3 separate regions of the Mus musculus genome follow, and all the other regions are linked to region 2. The links are chromatin contacts, called in public HiChIP or PLAC-seq maps. All regions are on one chromosome and are shown on one strand. The core of a region is the stretch at or near the end of the contact, and the rest is flanking DNA. Distances in the headings are between cores, read along the strand shown. Region 1 holds the start of Rab36 (RAB36, member RAS oncogene family). Region 2 holds the start of Zwint (ZW10 interactor). Region 3 holds the start of Gnaz (guanine nucleotide binding protein, alpha z subunit).

What was found. HiChIP or PLAC-seq counts read pairs in DNA pulled down with a chosen protein or histone mark.
Region 1: an H3K4me3 HiChIP or PLAC-seq map of stem cell-derived neural progenitor cells shows a contact between it and region 2, with 10 times the contacts expected there. The contact joins the promoter of Rab36 here to the promoter of Zwint in region 2. A contact is called at or near these places in 2 of 115 datasets of contacts at active chromatin or transcription factors (astrocytes and stem cell-derived neural progenitor cells).
Region 3: a contact with region 2 is called in an H3K27ac HiChIP or PLAC-seq map of cardiomyocytes, with 16 times the contacts expected there. The contact joins the promoter of Gnaz here to the promoter of Zwint in region 2. A contact is called at or near these places in 1 of 39 promoter capture datasets (pre-B cells) and 1 of 115 datasets of contacts at active chromatin or transcription factors (cardiomyocytes).

The regions. Positions count from the first base shown.
Region 1 is chr10:75,035,582-75,038,634 of GRCm38.p6, forward strand. Rab36 (RAB36, member RAS oncogene family) reads left to right here and starts at 1,645. Exons shown (of 10, transcript NM_001359272.1): 1 at 1,645-2,939. The coding sequence starts at 2,871.
Region 2 is chr10:72,653,151-72,656,270 of GRCm38.p6, forward strand. It overlaps Zwint (ZW10 interactor), which reads left to right and starts at 1,696. Exons shown (of 8, transcript NM_001293683.1): 1 at 1,696-1,827; 2 at 2,833-2,923; 3 at 3,088-3,120. The coding sequence starts at 1,769.
Region 3 is chr10:74,965,559-74,968,436 of GRCm38.p6, forward strand. Gnaz (guanine nucleotide binding protein, alpha z subunit) reads left to right here and starts at 1,619. Exons shown (of 4, transcript NM_010311.4): 1 at 1,619-1,824. All of the region lies in intron 4 of Rsph14 (radial spoke head homolog 14 (Chlamydomonas)), which reads right to left.

The DNA.
Region 1 (3,053 bases), core at 395-2,894, 2.4 Mb after region 2:
CGAGGGCTTGCTACAAGCAGTTTTTAAAAAGACTACAGGGGAGCTCTGTCAGCATGGCGACCATCATCTGTGTCTAACCCACCCTGGCAAATCAACATAGGCCTGTTTCTCATTTTGTTCCAGGAGAAAAACGGGTCTACCAGTCCTGCCCCATCCCCACTCCTTAGCCATAAAAAGCCTTGCCTGCCGATCCTGCACACACCCCGGTCTCCTCTCTATTACTTCTGTGCTACAAGAACTCAAGTCTCCAGCAGCAGCATCCTCACAAGAAACCCTTAACCTTATCGGGGCCCTTTAAAAGCTGAGTAACCTGAGCTTTGGAGATATAGGACCCTTTAAACTTGAGGCCTTAGAAGTGGAACCACTTGCCAGGCCGTGGTGGCATAAGCCTTTAATCAGAGCACTTGGCAGGCTGAAACAGACAGATCTCAGAATCTCTGAGTTCAAGGCCAGTCTGGTCTACAGAGAGAGTTCTAGGACAGCCAGGTTTGTTATACAGAAAAACCCTGTTTCCAATGTGTGTGTGTGTGTGTGATGGTGGTGGTGAGAGATAGCTCAGTGAGTAAGAGCACTTACTGCTCTTCTGAAGATACTGAGTTAAATTCCCAGCACCCACATGGCAGCACAGCTTACAACTGTCTGATGCCGTCTTCTGTACAGATGTACATGCAGACAAAAGTACCCATATACATAAAGTACAGAAAGAAATCAAATCATTCAACAAAGGTCTCAAGCAAAGGCATAAGAATACTTCCTGTTGCATTAAAGACAATTGAAATAGATCTACCAAGGATCCAGTACCACACTTAGAAATCTACCTGCCGCTGTCCTTCACAAAGGGCCTCTCTAGCCCACACTGCCCTAGTTTTATTTTAAGAAAGTGTGAATACCCCCTGGGCTGGGAGTCAGAAAATCTGGGTTCAATTCTATTTCTAACTCGCTAGGCAAATCTTTTTGAATGAGGCTTTTAGTTTTCTTGTCAGAGAGAGAGAGGGAGGGAGGGAGGGAGGGAGGGAGAGAGAGAGAGAGAGAGAGAGAGAGAGAGAGAGAGAGAGAGAGAGAGAGAACAGAGTTGGGAAACCTGAACTTTTCAATTTTGGTAAGAGTTCTGATAAGAGTTATAAGGCCTCTGGAATACATCCTATCCTCCACACCTTGCTTTTCAACAGAAACTAGCTGGAAGGAGCACAGTAACTTGAGTCGCTTTTTAAACATCCATTAACCGAGGAAATTAATTTTTCAGCCTGCACTCCAGAAGCCAGGCACGATTTCCAAAAAGCATTAAATTCAAACGGATGCAGTAAGGCAGATGGTAGGCGTGAGGCGTGTCCTTCCCTTGCAGCAGGGAAGATGCAGGGCTTCAGTGCCATATCATAACTCCTTCTCGGGAGGCCGTCACGACCCGACCCACCAAAGTAGCAAGAGTGAACCTTGAGCCAACCGCACGCTCTGGCCCCGCCTGCTCATCTACGCTTTGGTTGTCATGGTGAGCCCGGGGCGCTGCAGTGGAGTCCGGAAGTCTCTGAGCAAGCAGTGCAAAGCTCGAGGTCCCGGGAGGCTCTCGTTGCTATGGTGATGACTCCGCGAGGGCCTCGTGCCAGCGTTATCGGAGGACTGGAGGAGGGTCCAGACCCCGCCCCCGACGTCGGGATTCGGGAGCTACGAGCCAGTCCCGCGAGGCCACTGTTGCTGTGGTGATTTGCAGCGGCCTGCGCGCCGGAACCTGGTCTTTGCAGCTTGGTGAGTCCTCTCACCCTCCCGGCTGCAGACGCGTCCTGGAGGTTATGGTCCTGAGGCTGTCAAGCCCCCTGCCCTCCACCTACCCCCAAGCCTGAGTGTGGCCTGCAGGCCTGGTCTTCCTCAGTGAGCGTCCATCCTGGGCCAGGCCTCTGCAGGAGCCAGGTCAGAAGAGGACAGCAGATTTAGGAGTGGTGGTGGGGTAGATTCTGGGTGATGTAGGGCAGGGAAAGTGGCTAGAACCTAAATTCACTCAGAGACTCCAACAGACTAAGGGCAAGGGACCCCTCCCTACTCTATTCCATAGCCAGGATTGGGTTTTGTATGTTTGGTTTGGTTTTTGGATTGTTTGTTTTTTTAATACCTCCCACATGCCAAGGAAGTGAATGCAAAGAAGGAGCCCCTCTTCCTAGGCATGGGGTCACCTCCCGACTCGGCAAGATGGGGTATGGGCTGCCCTTCCTCCACTGTGCTGCCTACAGCGTGAATGGCCTCTGCCTAACAATGGTGGTAGGGATGGAGACCCAGATATGTTTTAAGTCACAGGTGCATTTTGAGAACTTGTATGGCTTCCTGGGTCTTGTTAAAAGACAAATATAACAATTTTTGCCCTAATTGACTCTGTGAATGTAGAATTGGGCAACACTTCATCCTGTGAAATAAACTTGAGTGTTGTCTTGTTTTGCTTGGCTCCGTTTGAGTCTCTTGGTGTGACAGGCTCTCAGTGTGTCATGGAAGGACTCCGGAACCCATCACCCTCCTGCCTCTGCTTCCCAAGTGCTGACTGTATAGACCCGTATCACGACTGCACGTGGGTAGGAGTTTGATTTTATAGACAGAAAAAGGAAGGAGAGTAAAAATAGTAAAAAGCAAATTGGTTATTTCAAAGTTACTTCAATTGGAGGATAATTCATGCCAGCTCAGGTTGACTGGTCCCCTTGACTTCCCACAGAAGTCCCAAAGATCTCTTGTTTTGTTGGAAAACTAGCCCATTCAGAATTCTGTTTGATCATGTGACACCTAGCATAATCTGTTCTAGTCCGACCGACTGGGCCATAATGCAGAAACTACGTCTTGCATGTTTTATGTAATACTCTTTACCCCACTGATTGAGTCTGCAGAACACTGGAAGAATGAGGTCCTCTTGGACCCCTTTGGGGCCCCCTGTGAGCCAGGACCGCATCATCACCAGCTTCCCTAAGGTACAGTCATTAGAACACCTTTGTTGTTTTGTTTTGTTTTGTTTTGTTTGGGTCTGGATAGCTTTGATAAAAGATCTCTACTATCCCAGAAGCACCTGGAGTTCACTATGTATT
Region 2 (3,120 bases), core at 446-2,945:
AAAGACACTATGCCTTTCCAGTTCCTCTCAATGATTTCTCCTTACCTTACTTTCTCTTCCCTCTCCTATCTATTGGTCAAGTATTAATTCACTCTCTGCTTTCATTGATTTGCCTTATTTGTATATTTTACATAAAAGAAATAATCAGGCCGGGCAGTGGTGGTGCACGCCTTTAATCCCAGTGCTTGGGAGACAGAAGCAGGCAGATTTCTGAGTTTGAGGCCAGCCTGGTCTACAGAGTGAGTTCCAGGACAGCCAGAACTATACAGAGAAACCCTGTCTGGAAAAACACAAGGAAAAAAAAAAAAAAGGAAAGAAAGATAGAAAAAAGAAAAAGAAAGAAAGAAAGAAAGAAAGAAAGAAAGAAAGAAAGAAAGAATCAAATCTGCAATTTTGTTTACCTGGCTTCATTTTTTCAAGGTTCATTGCTAGATTCCCATACAATAATACCCCATTTTTGGTTATTATAAATTTGTATTCCATTTACAGTAGTTCTTCTCATTCCTTGTGTCATGACAGGTTTGTTCTACTTTTGGCTCTTACAGATTTCGTGTGTTGTGTGCATTTTTGTGTTTATATGTTAATTTCCTTTGTAATTATACTTGGAAAATTATAGATCATCCAGTAATTCTATGTTTAACCCTTTGAGGAAACATTGTTTTCAAAACACACCCAGCAGTAACATGAGAGTTCCTCTTGCCCACATCTGTAGCACATCTTGGTTTCTGTTTACTCCTTCTCTGGAACACAAAGATGTTCTGCTTGTCTGATGTCTTAACATCCATTTCTGTTCTAAACAGTGACTTATTCATCTAATAATGAATTTTCTTTTAGTCATGCCTGGGAATGACTAAGCAAAGATCAGGAATTGTAAGCCGAACCTACTGCTTGGTGATTTTTTTTTTTTTTTTTTTTTTTTTGTAACCTCATCTTCATTATTGCAGTCTAGTTGGTCTCACATTTAAGGGATTGTTAAGGCCTCATTCCTTTAATCTGTTAGATGGTGCCACAGCAGTGCTCAACGTAGGTAGGGTTATTTATTGCCAGTCGCAAGGCGACACTTCTCAGTGGTGTATCTGCTCACCATTGAGTAGGCATTCTTCAATACCAATCTGTGAAAATGGTATCTAATATCGACTCTGCTTTAATCTCCAAAGCATCTTTAAAATTCCCTTCAGGAAATTTCCTCAGATACAGCTCAGGATTCAGCAGAGTATTTCAGAAAGCTGCTGGCTCTGGGTTCTCTAGGTGCAGCCTTCTTTCTCTCCCTCCTGCACTCTGGCGACCAACGCCCACCCTCAGTTTCAGCTGGGACTTGTCCACACAAGAGACCCAACTGGGATCTCTGATTAAGGTCTTTAAAAGCACAATGTTTTGAACTCATATAGTATTTACTTATAAGATCAGTATTCTTCAGCGTCGTGGAGGAGAGGCCCACCTCCTTTCTTCCGCAGCAGTACATTTAATAGGAAAGCGTGACTACTGGAACAGATAATAGCCTTTTTCCGGTGTCTGCACCCACCAAATTTTGCTTTCTCACTGTCTGGCCTTCAGCTATCAGTGCTTCCTACTGCGCAGGCTCAGAACCTCCAGCCAGCCCCCAGAACCGAAAAACCGCCTACGCTTGCGTACGGGGGCGGGACCGGAATCGACTCCGGCCAATGAAAAGAGGTGACGTCATTTAAAGTCCTGCCCACTTACCCAGAAACCAATCTCGACCTAGGCGGGCAGTCCAGGAGAATCCAAAGGCGTGGTGAGCGACAGAACGATGGCGGACGCGGAGAAAAACGCTGTTGCGGAGAAAAACAACGCTGTTGCGACGAAAGAGTGAGTGTGGAAGGCGAGGGCCTGGGGCGGCGGCTCGGGCAGTGGCGGCGGAGGGACAGTGGCGCCCTAGTTCAGGAGTGCGACTTCTGAGGGATCTTGTCACCCTAGCTGAGGAGTGCGGGCCCTAAGAGACGATGTCACCTGGATTCTGGAGTGTAGGCCCCGAGGAGCAGTTTCAATTAGAAAAGATAATGCAGCCCGAAAAGACTGTCATCCTACTCCATGAGTGTGGCCTTTGAGGGTTGATGTCGCCTCAATTCAGGAGTGCAGAATTTGACTGTGTGACAACGTCTCTTTTTTGGAATGATGCCTATTAGGGTCTTTGTGGCATTCTGCTGCAGGGGTATGACTAAGCAGGGACTTCTTTCTGTATGCGGAGTGATACATCTGGATGGCTGACGTAGGTCACCTTATGTCGGATGCTGCCTTTGAGGGACATTACCTCACCCACCCTGAGCCCTGTGGCGTAGTATTCTAAAAAAGCCAGCTCCATTACAGATGTCGTAACCAACCCTTTACCATTCTAGGACCTTCTGTCACAACCTTCTTCTTTAGTATTTTTTTATCTGTATCTCTGTCCTCTAGTGGATTGTTCCAGCCAATCTGGAAAGGCTGGGTGGGTTACACATCATACGTTCTGAGATCAGCCATTACTAGCATGTCTTCCAAGGCTTGCCTGAACTTTGGCTTTTCTCTGTTTCTGTATATATGCCCCTGCTGCTTTCAGACGGATTCATCGAGTTTTTACCCATTGTGACCCCCCCTATTTAAACATGTAGTCATGTCTGCACAGTCCCTATCCTCCAGTATTTCAGGTGATTTCCTCATGGCGCTTAGTTGCTACTGTATGTTGTCCAGGTACATGGTGTTTCTGATCTCAGCCTAAAGTCCCTTAAGACCCTTGGGTAGCCTCTGAGCATTGGCACCCTCCTGACATAGATGCCACTGCATATGTTCCTTCGAGCTCGTGTGGTACCATAGCACAATCTCACTCATGCCTTACAGGGTTCTGGCTGAGGCAGCAGCCATTCTAGAACCTGTAGGCTTGCAGGAAGAAGCAGAGCTGCCTGCCAAGATCATGGAGGAGTTTATGAGGGTATGTATGTGCAAAGTGGGACCCAGCGTTTCAGAAGACAGGGGGCGGGGCTGGTCCTGGGATAGCCTCTTGAAATAGTGGGCAGCAATGGGGAAGAACAAAATGGCTGGTCTCTAGTATCAGAAGGGAAGACTAATCCCTGCTTCTGTCCCCACGGTAAACAGAACTCGCGGAAGAAAGACAAACTGCTCTGTAGC
Region 3 (2,878 bases), core at 369-2,868, 2.3 Mb after region 2:
TCCCCTGGTAGGGGTCCCCCCTCCAAGAACACTCCCACCCCCTCCCCCACCCCCACTCACCCACTCCCACCTCACCCTTCTAAAAAGGTGAGAGCTATATGCTATAAGTATGCAAAGTGTGGAGGCCACCAGTAAAAGACCACATGAGACAAAAGCCTCTCACTTTGTGGTAGTTGCCAGTGTCAGGTCCAGCAGACCCCAACCAGCCCAGGTAGACTGTCTAGGGACTAGCCTCTGCTCCCTCGCCAGGAATATTGTAAGTTCCATTGCAAATTCAACTGTCAAATGTAATTCCTACATTGGTTTTACCCTCAGCAGAAGGATGAACTCTGCCCCCTGAACCTGCTGCAGAAACTGCCTCTGCCCAGCCTAAATCACTTGCTAAGGTGTATTTCCTACATACATTAACCCTCTGAAGAGTCGATAGTACAGTTTTTGACAGATTAGGAGACTGACTCTCAGCCAGGTTCCAGTGACAGACTGGCTGCACAGCCGGATGAGTTGGTAGAAATGCTCTTTAGCCATTAGCAAAAGTCCTTCGGTCCTTATTGGTCACTGTAGCAAGACAGGTGTCTTGACTGGCTTCAGTAGTACCCATAACCAGTACCTGGTCCCATCCCTAAAAGTTTAGGCAGCCCTTTCACAGGTGGGCTGTCTACCTGGGGTATGCAGTACAACAGTCAGCCACTGCACAATTGAGACAATCCCACGGAAAGTGGTGTGATGTTGTCCTGCCTCTGGAGCGTCTAGCTGGCAAGCACCAACATTATCGTCATGGCTCCCCATCTCATCCTGGGCTCTAAGGCACATATGCTTAAAGTTACAAGGATGGAGAAGGCAGAGAGGCACTATTGTGGTGGCACCTGGCCTGAGTCTTTCTTGTACAGGAGTAAGGTACTACCAGCCAAGACCCACAGACGGACTCCTCCTGATGAGAGTAGAATCTCACAGCTAGGTTCGTTTGTCAAAGATCTGATGTCTCCTGGGGAGTTTCCAAAGAGGTCAGGGGCTTCATTGATCTGGGACCCTTCGGCTTCTCTCTGTTGCGGGGGTCGACTCCCAGAAGTGCCCCTACATGCTAAAAAAGGAGAGCAGAAGAGAGGGCGAACCATATGCTGCGAAATCTCTCCAGCTTAACCCATCAGGGTTTTCTCGCGCCCTAAAGGATTATTGACATTATCCAAGGAAGCCTGGACGACAGCACCTTGCAAAAAGACATTGTGGGAGAATAGGTTGCCAGGGCTGAGTTCGAACCCCATTTGAGGTAGGGCAGGAAAGCCAGCGTGCAAGGAACCGGGGCTACACTGCTCTGAAGGTGGGTTTCCCAAGATGCTAGAAGTAGCTTCGGGAAGGCTCGGCGCAGTGCAGTGCCACAGTAGCTGGAGCCAGCAGCGCGTGCGGTAAGGCGGCGCGCGCACAGCCGCGCCCCTCCCCTGTCTGTCGTTATTGGACTACTCGCACGTCCGTCGGCAGTTATCGCCCAATGGAAAACGAGCCGGAGCTAGTGGTCGGGCGGCAGCGCGTGGTGCGGGGCAGACAAGCGGCAGACCCCGCCCGCGGTTGGCCTGGCAACGGACTGCGCTCGCGACTCCGCCCCCTGCCGGCGGCGGCGCGGTGCGGGGCGGGTGGACCCGCTTGCAGGCGGCGCGGGAGGGCGGAGGAGGGAGCCAGGGCGGCGGAGCGTGTGTGCCACCCGCGGACCGGTCACGTCCTCGCGCGGCCGCCGGCACCCGCTTCGTGCAGAACCAGGGCGCCACAGCCCTACGCTCGCGGCCCCGCCCCGCCGGGTGCAGCTCGACCGACGCACGAAGCCGCGCCCGGGAGGTGAGTGAGTGAGCGCACCAGCGGCCCCGGCGCGCACAGCTGAACCCGGGGCTGGGGGCGCGGCTGGGGCGCACCCCACCCCCACCCGGGTCGGGGCCTGGGGCCTTTGTGCTGGGGACCCGAGATCTATAGGGCTAGGGGTGCAGAGGCAGGGATGCCCCTCCGGGTGGGAGAGCCCGCTAGGGGTGGGGTTGTCTGCTAGGTGGGCAGGGGGTGGCTATGGCCCAGACAGGTGCCTTGGGAGGGAGGAGCGGCGGCCCAGTAACCCTTGGAAGGGGTGGCTGCCACCTGACGAAATTGGGCAGGGGGTGCAGAGGATGATGTGGGACCACTGCACGCCCTGAGCGGGTGCGGAGTGCAGGCGGGCGATCTGCAGGAGCGACGCCAGGCGGGGGGTCTCTCTCCGGGGGTCCAGGGGTACAGGCAGCCGCAGGTGTCAGGAGCTTGGCCTTGGGTAAAAAAATAAAAAAATAAAAACGGGAAGAGAGGGCCCTGAGGCCCGGTACAACAGCTCGCTGTTCTCGGTCATCGCTCTTGCAACGGAGCAGGTTCCTTGGAGGCATTTGGAGCCAGAGATGAGTATCGACCTGCTGCGATTGTAATGTGTTCCTGGCTCAATATTTTTTCCCTTAAAAGGCGGTGGGGTGTTTGGGGAGGGGTGTGAGGGCCTCTGCTCCGGATCCTGCGGTGAATCTATGGGGGCTCTGCCTTTAGGGAGGTGCTGAGCCTATCTGGATGGAGGATGGCAGGAATCTGCCTAGGCCGAGAATTGGGGATCCTGTTACAGAGAGGAGGATGGGAAAGCAATGCCAAGTGAGACCAGGGTTCCCTGGAGTGTGAGTCTCAGGGTGGAGGGACCAGCCTGGTAACGATGTCGCCTTGTCTGTGGAGGAGATTGGGGCAGGACCCTGAGCCTTGACACTCTTTTCTGCCCAAGTGGTTTCTTAGCGCTGAGAATCATCATCTAGGTCTGCTAACCTGGCCCCTGTCTAGAGGAAGCTGCTTGGCCAGATTCAATTAAGCAAACATTTACTGAGTACTGGCTCCCCTAGGG